2 separate regions of the Macaca mulatta genome follow, and region 2 is linked to region 1. The links are chromatin contacts, called in public Hi-C maps. All regions are on one chromosome and are shown on one strand. The core of a region is the stretch at or near the end of the contact, and the rest is flanking DNA. Distances in the headings are between cores, read along the strand shown. Region 1 overlaps EML1 (EMAP like 1). Region 2 overlaps EML1 (EMAP like 1).

Region 1 (6,974 bases), core at 2,349-4,848:
CAATGTATATAGTATATACCACCTGTGCATATAACTTCATGTATACCTGCATTTCTACATGCATTATGCACACATGCACACATGTGACATTTAACTCTACCCCTCAGCAAAGAACTGGTAGACTTAGACATTCAGAAGAGAAGGCCTTCCAGATGAGGGAACCTTATTGGTAGAACCCCGAAACATGCATGCAGGCCCATGAGACTGGCTTAGTACAGAGTCAAACCTTGCCACCACAGTTGCTGCAGAATGCCTCTCGCTAGACACCGCATCACTGGAATCAATAAGCAGAGACATTTGCAGAAAGCATTTGGTGGTTTCACTGGCTTAAAACAAATTATTTTCAGCCAAAGTAATTGACACAATGAAGTGGTTTTTGGCAATTCCAGCATTTTTAACAGTAAAAAGGATTTGACTTCAATCACCCCCCAAAAAGTTATGTAACATGAATTTTACCATTCTTAGAAAAATATGTTCCAGTTGAGAAACGGTTGAATGGAATTAGGACTCTCTTATACTGCAGCATTACTGTGCACTTTAGCCCCAGCTGTCTTCGTCACAAACAGTTGAAAATCCTTAGGAATAGGACTTAGTGATGATTATTTATCTACTATTGAGTCGCTTATGCTTACCCATCCTGTATGCAAAATGTGGCAGCCGCTCCCAGGGGACTGTATGGAGCTATAATAAAGATAATGATCTGTTAGCTCGGCTTCACCGAATTAGTCCTTTAGAAAGTAATTAAGCAGGATTGCCCACACTCCACTGCTCTCAAAGACTGAAATCTGGCTTGGTGTGTCATTTCTTTGCCTTCCTTGAAAATGGCCTTTTATTGAGTTGATATAATTTAATTATATAAAAATACGTGTTCAGATTGCATCTTGTACTTAATTATATCTTACGCCACGGAGTTATTTCCCAGCTAGAGCTTGTGCTGTTAGAAGGTGGGGTCCGTGTCTCATTCATGCGTGTGTGTGTGTGTGTGTGTGTGTTTAGATGCAGGAGGGGAGGGGAGAGAAATGCTGGCTTTAAAGAGTGCTCACCAAGCATCAGGTGTTGGGCTAAGCATTTTTAATGTATTCTTTTGTTTAATTCTCACAACACCCTTTTGAAGTAGGTCCTATTATTTTCTTCATTTTGACCGACAAGGAAAGAGAGGCCCAAAACTTAGAGTAACTTGCTCAAGATCGCCTGGCCAGTGTGTTTCAGAGCTGGGATTTGAAGTCAAGCATCCTGGCTCCACTGTCCACGGTATGTTAAGTACTCAGTTATGCCCAATGAGTGAATGATGGGAAAAAAGATGGGACTGTCATCGACCTGAAAGGGACTGAGGAGATCGCTCTGGTCTGCCCTTGCCTGTAGGAGAGGCCACACATGGTTTGCTCATGCAGATCTGAAGCCCTTTCCCTTGGATTATTGGAGGAGTCTCTGAACAGATTTCCTTGTCTTTACCAGTTTTTCTTCAAATCCCACCTCTTCAGCACTTTTAAAAATGGAATTGCCCAGCATCCCCCAGAAGTTCCCCATGACTCTTGGGGTTCAGGGCTGACTCTGGGAACTACTTGCCACCTGTTTTCCTGACTCTTTCCTCCCAGGGCCCTGGATGCAGCCACCCTGGACTTCTGGTAGCTTCTGAAGGTGCCAGGCTGTTGTGTACAGGATTCCACATGCTGAGCACCCTTGCCTTCCTTGGAGCGTCCCTTCCTACCCCTTCTTCACGGAGCCACGCCCTCATCCTTCAGAACCCTGCTCCCATGGCATGGGAAACCTCAGGGCAGGTGGATGTAGGTGCAGTTCACTGGGTGCCCCTTAGGCCCCAGGCCACGTGTCTCAGGGCATAGCCAACTCCACTTAACCGTCCAGACCAGGAGGACCTGGAGGATGTCATTCTGGCTCATGTAACTCAGTGGGCCCTCAGTACTAGCTTGTTGAACAAAAGAGTTCAGAGTGGAAATATTAAATGGTACGTTCAGTCGTGTCTACTTAGGACATTTTAACTTTTCTCTGTTTACAGCGCACGCCAACCACTGTAACCTAGTGTTGATGGAACTCTTCTGTCTTTCTGTTAACAGTTGTAGTTTTTCAGTGTTTCATCAGCAGCCATATTCTATTTACTCATTCTCTTTCTTTTCTTCGTTTTTTAAAAATCTTTTGAGAGAGGGCCTAGTCTGTTGCCCAGGCTGGAGTACAGTGACATGATCTGGGCTCACTGCAGCCCCGACCTCCCCAGCCCAAGCAATCCTCCAGCCTCAGCCTCCTAAGTCTGGGACTATAGGCACACGCCACCATGCCCAGGTAATTTTTTAATTTTTTTGTAGAGATGGGGTCTCGATTTGTTGCTCAGGCTGATTTTGAACTCCTGGGCTCAAGTGATCCTCCTGCCTCAGCTTCCCAAAGTGTTGGGATTACAGGCATGAGCCACTACACCCAGCCCTAGAACCCTTTTTAAAAAAAAAAAAAATTTAATCATGGTAAAATACATGTAACATAAAATTTAGCATCTTACACATTTTTAAGTGTGCAGTTCATAGCATTAAGTACATTCACATTGTGATGCAGCCATCACTGCCATCCATCTGCAGAACTTTTCATCTTCCCAAACTGAAATCTATCCCCATTACATAATTCCCCACTCTCCCCCGCCAGCTCCTGGTCCAGCGTTCGACTTTCTTGTCTCTGTGCATTTGACTACTTTAGATATCTTGTATAAGTGGAATCACACAATATTTGTCTTTTTGGGAGTAGCTTACTTCAGTTTCAGAATGTTTTTTTAAAAACAATAGTTTCATGAAGTTATAGAATCCTAAACTGAATGTTTAAAAGGTTCAAAGCCCCGGGCAAGAAGTGGGATAATTGCCTGCACATTTGAGGCTGTCAGAACGCCTGATGATGTGTCACCAGATCACACCTACGTGCATTACAAGCAGCCCTGCTCAGCCTCCTGTGTAAAGTTTCAGTATCCGATCTCCAGAATGTTTTTTTTTTTTTTTTTTTTTTGAGACGGAGTCTCGCTTTGTCGCCCAGGCTGGAGTGCAGTGGCGCGATCTCGGCTCACCGCAACCTCTGCCTCCCAGGTTCAAGCGATTCTCCTACCTCAGCCTCCCGAGTAGCTGGGATTATAGGCATGCTTCATCACACCCGGCTAATTTTGTATTTTTAGTAGAGACAAGGTTTCTCCATGTTGGTTAGGCTGGTCTCGAACTCCCGACCTCAGGTGATCCACCCGCCTTGGCCTCCCAAAATGCTGGGATTATAGGCATGAGCCACTGTGCCCCGCCAGTCTCCGAAATCTCTAATGGAAAGTGTACTCCTTCCCCCAAGCGAGAGCCAGTACAAGACCACTCTCAAGAAGGGTAGCGCCGAGTACGAGGAGACAGGGCTTGGCTTCAGAGCTGCCCTTCACACCCAAGCACAGCAACACGGGCTGCTCTGACAAGCCAAGAAGGGTGACAAGTGTCTAAGCTCTTTTAGGAATGGGGAGCTGGAAAAAAATTTAGAGCTGTTTAGAAAAATGATGAGGGGCATATGTTTGCTAAAGAAATTTCATGACATATGCCTTCTGATCGCCAATAACATGCATTCTCTCCCAATTAGCTAAGAGTCTAAGAAGGGAAACAGCAGATGCAGGACCCGGGATCTAGGAAGGATCTGGACTGGAGTCTTGGAATATCTCTGAGTTTTTGTTTTTTTTTTTAAGGATTGCTTTTGTACGTTTGGCACCGTTTGCTGCCATGAACGCCTGATTGGAGCATCTCATTTGCAGGACCGTTTAAAGAGACAGGCAGGCGCAGGCTGCACACGTGCAGATGAATAATGAACTCTTGAGAATTAGCACAAAAGATTACGTGCATTCTTTCATGATCCTCTGTAATCTACCACCAAATTACTTTCCCAGAGGTGGTGCACATAGGCTTTGGAGACAGACAAGACTGGGTTGCAGTCTTGATTCTGCTGTTTAATGAAATGACTCTGTAAACTTGGATAATTGCTTATTCTTTCCTGGCCTCAGTTTTCTCAGCTCTAACAAGGAGAGCTGACTGCAAGGCAATTCTAGAGAGTCCTGGCAGGAAGCAATGGTGCCCTCAAATTGGCCAATTTAAGGGGATTGTGGTAAAGTCACTGTTGTGAAGGTTGGTGCAAGATATAGGGAGACCACAAGGGCTGAGGTAGTGGCCAGGACTGGTACAGCAGGCACAGTTCCACCCTAGGCCTGAAGGGGCAGAGGGGCAGTTACCAGACCTGGGTTCAAAGAGGGCTGGGTGGACAGAGCTGCCAGACAGGAGCAGTGACAGCAACCCTACCCCAAGAAGCAACCCTGACCTCCCTCCCCTCTTTCTCCCTCCCCTCCGCTGCTCCTCCCCAAGGGGAAACCTGTTGATGCAGCCCGCGCAGGGGAGAGAGGGTGGAGACGGCGTCTGCAGGGCAGGCTTGAGAGCTCCAGCACAGCGTTGTCTAGAATCGAGATGCCAGGACTTAGTAGTAAGTGTCGCCTTGGTGTTGTCTTGATGATTACAGCTGGGTTGACTTATCCTCATTCCTGATGCCTCGTAGGTATCTCATAAATGTTAGATTTGTGGTCTCACCACACGCCTCTGCTTACTGTGTGCCAAGAGTTTCCATGACTCTGTGGTCATGCTTTATCAGTCTGGAGCCCCTCCTTTTTCCATATTGAAATACTGTTCATGCCTGAAGAGCCGGCCTACAGACTGTCCCCGGGGTGAAGTCTTCCCTCGTCTGTCCGGGGTTACTTGGTCTTTCCCCTGCATTTCTAAATTACGATACATACCCCTGTGATCACTGCTGGTTTCCCTCCGTCTTGCATCGTGGTCAGCTGTGAGGGCCTTTGTTGGCGTCTTCAGCTAGTGAGTTCCTTGAGGGCAGGGACGCCGTGTTGTCTTTTTATTTCGTTTGCTTCTTTCTCCTGCTTTGCACGGTGCCTTGCAGGGAGTGTGTCTCCAGTACATTCTTGTTGGATGAAAAATCAAATGCCAAAATTATACAAAGAGCTGTGTTATCTTTAAATTATTATAAGAGACAAGGAGAGAACTTCTGGATCCTGAGAAGCTTTTCAGTAATTCCAAAAACATTTCTTCATTGTGTACAGTAATAAAATAACACACAGTCATAGGTGGCAAAGCCTCCTAATTACTGTAGGTCGGAGTCAGAGTGTATGAACTTCCAGCATTCTTGGATCCCATGTATTATATACGCATCTAGTGAAACACAATATATATTATTTAATTTTGTTTATTTTTATATTTTTGTTCAAGGTGGTCTCTCAATGCAGGCCAGCCACGGTGTGTATTTAACCCTGAAAACAGGAATCTATTCCAGTGTTGGAGGGATTTGCTGAGAGATGACACAGTTTACACAAAACCACGTATGCTCCACACTGTGAGCTATCTGGGGAATTTTTCAAGAGTAATTTCAACACACTCTATTTTCATCTAATTTACTGCCCTTAGAACATAACCCCAACGTAAAACGATCTCCTCTGTAATATTTTACGGTTTTTAAAGCACCTTCAGATCTGTTTATCACTTAATTCTCACAACCAAACTCTAAGGTAAGTAAGATACTACTTTATCACATTTATCTTACATGTAATCAGGGAAGCTGATAGGTGCTAAGTAACTTAGCCAAGGCCAGATAGTTCAGTGAGGACCAGATCTCGAACCTAGGTCCCCCGAGAAAAACCCCAGGTTCTTTGAACTACACCAAGTGGCTTTCCATTTGTTGTCTTCATGTTAGCATCCGTGTTGACCTGGTAATCTATACCTTTATAAAAAGAGAAAATACGTTATAGATAACTGAATTTTGCAAATTTTGTTATTTTTTTCCCTGCACCTTGAATATGGTTATGCCCTACTTTAAGAAACCCTGACCTTCTATAACAGTTTCTTAAAATTGTAAATTCCCCTATCTGCATAAATATCATATTTATCAAACTTTGACTTTGTTCTTCAGGTCACATCGTAGGTAAAGTGGCTTGTTTTATTTTATTTTATTTATTTATTTATTTTAATTCCTGTTCTCCCTCAAAGCACAGTCTGCTGTATGTTGAAGGGGCGGGGAGCTGCTGACTCTGCAGCGCAGCCTTACTCACGCAGTTTTCCATTCTGGCTGAAGTAAGGGATGAGACACAACACGCCCAGAAGCTGTGTCCAGCGCCTGGACAGGCGCCCTGGTGGGCACCCTGGTCAACAGCCTGGGAACCTCGGCCGTGTGCTGCCTGCTTTCTGGGTCCATCCCAGCCCTGGGTGAATCGCAGATGCCTTGAGAATTAACAGCCCTTGAGTCAGGCCTGCAACCTCTTATCTGCGATTTCAACATCCAGAAAGCTCTGAAACCCAGATGTTTTTTGGTAACTCGTTTGCTAGTCAGATTTGGCCTGATCTGAAATCATTTGATGGGTGGGGAGAACTCCTCTGAATTGAAACATGTGGCTTTTGATTGTTTATGTTTATTTCTTTTAGTGTGAAAGTTCTGCTTTTCTGTAGAGGTGTTTTTGAATGTGACTGCGGGTCTTGTCCTGTGCCCTTCTGGGGATATTGGCTAATGTATGTTGTATGCCCTGGACTTCTGTTTTAAAGTCTGAATCTGAGTTCAAAAACCTCTCAGGCTCCAGGGATTTGAGGAAGGGTTTCCAGACCAGTATGACCAGACAGCCGAGCTGAGCCTGTATACTGCGTCTGGTTCCTGGGTGGTTCCTGCTGCAGTGCGGCCCGGTCAGGGCACCGCTGCTGACCTGTATCTGTGGACACTCCCCAGTGCTTGAGTGATGTTTACGTGGAAGCCTGGCGTGTAGGAGGCCAGTGCCCCTGGGGGAACTGCAAGGCCATTTTACAGCAGTCACCTGTCACCGTGTCCTTCAGAACCAGCCAGATGCTACAGAGCCAGGCTGTACCAGAGTCCAGGCCCATGAAAATAAAGTTCAGGGAGACTCTGTTGATTTTGCTAAATTCATGTGTTCC
Region 2 (6,974 bases), core at 2,256-4,755, 75 kb after region 1:
ATTACCTGTGGCATCCTGTTAGCATTTGTCCCACGCGTGCCTTTAGGCCAGATTTCTTCAGCATCAGCACTGTTGACGTCTGGGCCAGGTGATACTTTGTGGAGGGGCCATCCCGGGCTGCGTAGGATTTTTAGCAGCACCCCTGGCCTCCACCCACTACATGCCAGTAGCAGTCCCTCCCCAGCTGTGGCAGCAGAAGGATGTCTCCAGACATGGCCAGATGTCTCCTGGGGGCACCATCCCCCTGGGTTGCACAGCACCATCTAGACCAAGCTTGTCCAGCCTGCCGGCCCATGGGCCGTATGTGGCTCAGGACGGCTTTGAATGTGGCCCAACATAAATTTGTAAACTTTCTTAATACTCTATTTTTTTGCAAGTTTTTTTTTGTGTTTAATTCATCTGCTGTCGCTAGCATTAGTATATTTTATGTGTGGCCCAAGACAATTCATTCTTCTTCTTCCAATGTGGCCCACAGAAACCAAAAGATTGGACATCCCAGGAGAGTGAAGCCTGCTCAGGGGCAGGATTGCCTCCCTGGAAGGCCCTGGAGTGCTCTCACACGGTACTGTTGAAGTCTTAATGTCTCAGTTTCCTCCATGACTGTGAACTGTACTAGTGGCCTCAGTACAGAGGCAGAGAGCAGAGGTGTTATTCCATGTGACACTCTGAAAAGCTTTTTGATCTCCGTAGCTAGGCCTATCTTTTGAATATCCACGTGGAAGGATGATGTTCTATGTATGTATTTGTATGCATCGCAATAAAATAAAATCACGATATTAAGGAGTTCACTGTCACTTACATTCCACCCTTAGTAACATCAAGAGGACCAGCTCTTCTGAACGAGTATCTCCTGGGGGTCGAAGAGAAAGCAATGGGGATTCCAAAGGAAACCGGAATCGCACAGGCTCTACCAGCAGCTCTTCTAGTGGCAAAAAGAACAGTGAAAGGTAAGGACGTCTTATCTCTTGGTTCCTGCTGTTCAGATATTTTAGCACCGCTTGTCCCCAGAGAGGAGTCAGAAGATCCCCTCATATTCCATCAAGCTAGGAGCACTCTTGGAGAAGAAGGCCTTCTCCTCAGATATTTGTAGGCACTAATCAAACAGCCATTTGAGGGCAGCTGCCAGGCACAGTTCACTCAAACTACTGCGCAGGTAGAAAAACTGTCACTCAGATTCCCAGCACTCTCATGTAGACATAAGTAGTTCCTGAGAATTTCTTAGTACCAAGTACCTGGAACTGGGGAAGCCATTCTGAATTTCTATGTGAGCACCTTCTATTTCTAGTACACTCTCCTGACCTTTTAAAGTTCATTTTAATGGACTGCTTTAAGTTTGTCAGCAGTATTTTCTGAGACAGAGTGGCTGAAAAGTTGTAATTTTATGATTTATCAGAGGCTATGTTTAATATTGATGCTAACACCAGAAATGTGAACCATTTTTCTTAATGGTTTCGTGAAATACATGGACTCCAAATTTTGAATTTGTCTATGAGGTTAGTTTGTAATGGATTATGATAAGTATTGGTGAAACTCATACTAACATTTTATTCCTGAATGCTGCTTTTTGGCATTTTAGCAGCTTGTTTTGTGTCTACATAATACATTTATATCTATATAATGTACTCTGTAAAGAAAATCCAGTTTCTCTATGTATTTTTACCTAACATTGTACTTTGTTCTCACTTTTTAAACACTGTACTTTAATTTTATTCTCTCTGTTTAGTAAAGCTTAGGAAGGAATTTCAGCTTCAGAGGCTAAGCATGTGTTTTTTTCCCCAAATGTTCATGTCAGGAGAAGGCTTAGTCATAAAGCAATCGACTCCAACCCACAGGCTGTAAAAATTCCAAGTTTGTAAATCCATGGTGATTCAGTCCTATAAAGGAAGCTTAAACTCTTTTTCAGTTTTATTCCTAAAAGATGTCTGTTGTAGAAAACATAGAGACACTTCTCATATCTATAGCAGGTCAGGTCCACGGTCAATTAACAATTTAAAAAACCATTAACATGGGTTCTGTCTTCTTCTCATTTAGACTATTAGTACTTCTTATCAGAAGATTATGCTAATGGGGTGATAATACCTTGGAAATGAGGCCAAGTGGTTACAATGGCAACAGAGTGTGAGTTAGTGGGAGGCGCAGCGCAGCCCAAAGCTGCTTTGAATTCAGGGTAAGCTCGGAAGTTGACCTGAAATGTCTAGATCTTGGCAGTTCTTAGAGACTTGGCTCCTCCTCTGCACATCTGATTTTTATTAAGAATTTCCAAAAAGAATCTGCATTGTGTAAACTCCAGATCCGTTTTATCTTTAAAATCCTATGGCTTTGGTAAATGTGCTGGGTAAATATTTCCACAGAAGATATTTACAAAGAGATTTTTGAAAAACGCCACAGTAGGAAATTTTGATTTGGAAATGAGGGACTGGGAAAATTTACTAATCATGTTCCCAAACTAATTCAGGCAACTAAACATGTCCATTTAAAAAGAAATTCTGTGTCTCGTTAGAACCCAGGCGTGGTTGAGGCGAGCAGAGCGCAGAACTGGCCGAGTTTCGCGCATGGTGCACCGAAGGGCTTTCAGAGACAGTCACTGTCTCCTCTTCGGCAATTGCTGTTCCTGACAGGGACGCATGGGAGTAAGTGCTGTGGTAACTCAGAAAGAAGCAGCTAAGATGCGGTAGAAGTGAAGGTCAAGCTGGTAATTCAGTGGCTGCGTGACCCCTTCCCGCCTTTCTTTCTCTGTATTCCCACGTGTGCAGCCCCATGCTTAGGCTGCTTTGACCCTAGCACCAAAGCAGAGCTAGAGTCTTGCTGAGAAACGCCACTCTCGAGGATGGGACACGGGGAAGGAAAGGAGTAGGGAGGTGGGCCTCCACGTAATTTCTGTTTTTAAACATGACTGCATTCAGTGGACTCAAGATGGCATGCCTCTTCCCCATCGTTCACTCGACGTGTCCATTGTTCCTGCAGGCTGTCCTGTGATTTAAAAGATTGCCCTTGTTGGATTCGTGTAGGCAGCAAGACATGGTGGAAAGGGCAGAGGCTCTGCAGTAAAAGAAAGGTCTGGGTGTGTATCCAGTTCTGCCTTAACGTCTCCAAGCTCAATTTTTTCCTCTGCAAATTAGAGATTTTATACCTAATTCCCTTGAATCTTATAAATGAGCTAACTTGTAGGAAAATACCCAGCATAGAGCTTGGCACTCAGTAAATGGTCATCATCGCTGTGATGGTTGTTATAAAGACAGGCTTGTGTGGAGCAGAGGAAAGTAATCGGTGAGATTTTCTACAATCCCTCCCTTTTTATTTTCCTCATTTGTGAGATGAAAGTGTTAGATTTTGTCACAATCCGCGTTGCACTTGTGTCTAACATAGTTGGGGGAGATAAAGTATTGTAAATCCTCGTGATGCTTACAGTTCTTAAATAAGGCGTCGGGCGGGAGCTGGTCTGTGGGCTGCGTGCGATCCCAGCCTGCCCGCTGTTCCGGAGCCCCCTTCTCTTCCACTCAGGAAGGCTCGTTAGGGTGCACGTGAGTGAGAGTGCTGACGTCATAGGGATGGCTTCCACCCTGTGCTGCTTTGTAGAAGAAGCAAATCATTCACACAGGCAGTGCTTTAACTTGCAGCCGTGACAGATTATTAGCCATAAAGCTCACAGTTTCTCACACGCCATGTGCAAAGCTGTCGTTAGCACATATGGCACTTAGGCGCAAATGAGAAAAAGGCTCCCTTTACTTCAGAAAAATGGTTCCATCTCAGCACATATATTTCTCAATAATAATAATTACAGTAGATAGAAAGCCATTCTGTATAAATTATACAAATCTTACTATTGAACACAAATAACAGTGTTTGTGAAGTCCTAAACATTAACCTTTTCCGAGATACTTTATTTTAAAGTAATTACACGTTTTGCTTTCGTAAAACTATATTCTTTTTCTTTTTCTTTTTCTTTTGTTTGAGATAGAGTCTTACTCTGTCTCCAGGCTGGAGTGCAGCGGCACAATCTTGGGTCACTGCAACCTCTGCCTCTTGGGTTCATGCAATTCTCATGCCTCAGCCTCCTTAGTAGCTGGGACTACAGGTGTGTGCCACCATGCCCAGCTAAGTTTTGTATTTTTAGTAGAGACGGAGTTTCACCATGTTGGCCAGGATGGTCTCGAGCCCTTGACCTCGTGATCCACCCTCCTCGGCCTCCCGAAGTGCCGGGATTACAGGTGTGAGGCACGCGCCCAGCCAAAACTGTATTGTTTATGATGGTTTCAGTCTTCTTGCTCCCATGTTTCATTTTCTTTACAAACGGTCACTAGATTGGAGTCTTTCTTGTGATAAGGAAGACCTTTATCTTAGAATGTTTAACTTTTTCAAATACTTTGTAACAAGCCACAAAATTTAACAGCATTTAATCTTTGCATCAATAAAACCTCTATTATAAACAAAAGCAATATATGATAATATTTTACTTTATGTACTATTGATGATAAATGAGTATTAATTACATAGTGATTCATGTCATCATGAAATACGACATTTAAATAGGGAATTGGCAATAACATTGTGATGGAAGGCTTGTAAAATGTAGCCAGTAAACTAATCTGATAGAGATATTTTTCAATTAAAAAAGTATTTTATCCCCAATAGAAAATTGGCTGCTTATTTAGAAGCACAGTTCATGTTAGATGTTGCTAGATTGATAAAGCGTTTCAATTATCAAACTGGTTCCCCTTTTGTTAAGTCTTAGGGGAATGAGCTATGTCAACTTTATAAGCAAGACGCTGTTTCAGCTTTACTGAGAAGTTGTTGAAATGAGTTGATTTTGTTAGAGTAAGGATGTTTCAGTCATGTGTTAGAAACTTTGCTGTCACATACATATAAATCAGGGGTGTCCCTGGACTTTCGGCTTCCCCAGATTAAAAGAATTGTCTTGGGCCACACATAAAATACACAAACACTATTGATAGCTGATGAGCCAAAAAAAAAAAAATTGCCAAAAACATCTCATGTTTTAAGAAAGTTTACAAATGTGTGTTGGGCCACATTCAAAGTCATCCTGGGCCGCATGTGGCCTGTGGGCTGTGGGTTGGACAAGTGTGATATAAACTGCCCATCTTTGGAGTCAACAAACATTAAAAAAAACACCTCAACATAGTGAAGACGTCGACATGTTAGGTGTGGTGCCCTTTTGTATTGTGCCCCCTCAACCCCAGGATCAGACAGCCCCATATCACAGCTGTCAAGTCGAGAACCCCTGGGCTGGACACCTTGAGTGCCTGTCCTCTCTAAAGCTCTAGCATTTGGTAAAATTGTCTTCTGACTATTTCACCTCAGGGTTCTTCAGGGCGCAAAGTTGTTTTTCCTTTACGATGGCATCACTGCTGCTCACTGCTGCTCACTGCTGCCGTCAGCTCAACATTACTCCTTGGCTGGGGCTCCGGGCCCTTCATCCGCCAGCTCCTCATTCCCTCTTGTGCCCTGACACCCATGCCTCTCCAACACATTGCTCACTTTTCCCCAGCAAGATTTTTTCCTTTTTTGAGGGCATGTATTTATTATACAAGTAACTTGTTTTAGAAAATCTAGGCCGGGTGTGGTGGCCTACTCCTATAATCCTAGCACTTTGGGAGGCTGAGGCGGGTGGAGCACTTGAGCCCGGGAGTTCAAGACCAGCCTGGACAGCATGGCAAGACCCCATCTCTACAAAAAAATACAGAAATTAGCTGGGCTTGGTGGCGCATACCTGTAGTCCCACCTGTTTGAGAGGCTGAGATGGGAGGATTGCTCAAGCCTGGGAGGTTGAGACTACAGTGAGCCGTGATCGTACCACTGTACTCCAGACTGGGCAATGGGAGTGAGACCCTTTCTCAAAAAAAAAAAACTAGATGCACAAGAAGGAAGAAATGAAAATCACCTGCAGTCTCACCACGCAGCGAACTCACAGCCAACAGTCATTACATTTCCACGTGGACTTTTATTTGCAGGGTGCTCTATGAGTGTAGTGTGTAATTTTGACATAAATGCCATTCTTGTGCCTATTTTGTGATCCCTTCTTCATTTGCTGTATGAGCATGTCTTTGTGTGAATAAATACACTCTTGCAGTGTTATTTTAGACATGGTTCATCGTGTTTCCAGCCCGAAGTACTTTAGTTGGACATGTAAGTACCGAACAAGTTTCACTAATCCACTCAGACCAGGCCGCCATCTACAACAATGCCCAGCACACAGTAGGTGCTCCACAAGCATTTATCGAATGAATCTTGTTGCCCTGATCACTGTAACAAAAGAAGGTTAAAATGATGGGCCTTTATTGCCACAACCAAGTGTTAATCCCAACTCTGCCACTTTGCTTTGTCATTGTGAACAAGTGACTTAATCTCTTTGGGGTTTTCCTCAGTAGCAGTAAAAGTGGTACCTGCCTCACAGGGTGCCTAAGATCTTATGCATAGGAGCCTCAGTGCAGAGGTGGTCCGCGGTCAGCCCGTCACGGTGGCAGCTGTGAGTGCCGCGTCTGCATCCCAGACTATTTATTGGAGTTGAGGCCTGCACACTTGTGTCCCTCCCACTCCCCTGCTTGCAGGGCCTTTTTTCTTGGGGATGTCTTGTAATTCCCCAGCTCTTGTTTCTGCCTTTATCCCAGCCTGAGAAGTGAGGAATCAGAAATTCTGAAAATCGTTCTCACCTTGCTCTTTCAGTTCCGCTGCTGTCTGGACTTACGGGTCACCTGCTGTGTACAGAGCGTAGTCCAAGGCATGGCGGGGAGCGGGAAGGAGCCGCACAGAAAGACTCATTCTCCTAACAAATGTCAGTGGCACAATGCCTGCAGGGCCACTTTGCTTAATTCACAAAGGACTCACAAATGGGAGAACAAGATAATCCATGGAATAGAAAAATGGTGAAGGGTCTGCACAGGCGCTCACTGAGAAGGAAATACCAGTGGCCCTTAACGCATGAATAGGCGATCAAGCCCAGACCTCATTAAAGAAAT

The links. A called contact is a pair of places that touch in the nucleus more often than the background predicts.
Region 2: a Hi-C map of fetal cortical plate shows a contact between it and region 1, with 2.5 times the contacts expected there. The contact joins two enhancer-like sites. A contact is called at or near these places in 4 of 14 Hi-C or Micro-C datasets (cortical neurons, fetal cortex germinal zone, fetal cortical plate and 1 more).

Annotation. Positions count from the first base shown.
Region 1 is chr7:173,137,498-173,144,471 of T2T-MMU8v2.0, forward strand. All of the region lies in intron 1 of EML1 (EMAP like 1), which reads left to right. Among named protein-coding and RNA genes, the nearest start is that of EML1, 73 kb to the left of the region's middle. Within about 2 kb of position 3,599, at least 7 of the 40 cell types and tissues checked have an H3K27ac peak or open chromatin away from gene starts, as enhancers often do. A contact at or near this core is called in fetal cortical plate, where this site is marked.
Region 2 is chr7:173,212,701-173,219,674 of T2T-MMU8v2.0, forward strand. EML1 (EMAP like 1) reads left to right here. Exons shown (of 23, transcript XM_077941691.1): 5 at 813-947. Among named protein-coding and RNA genes, the nearest start is that of EVL, 94 kb to the right of the region's middle. Within about 2 kb of position 3,506, at least 8 of the 40 cell types and tissues checked have an H3K27ac peak or open chromatin away from gene starts, as enhancers often do. A contact at or near this core is called in fetal cortical plate, where this site is marked.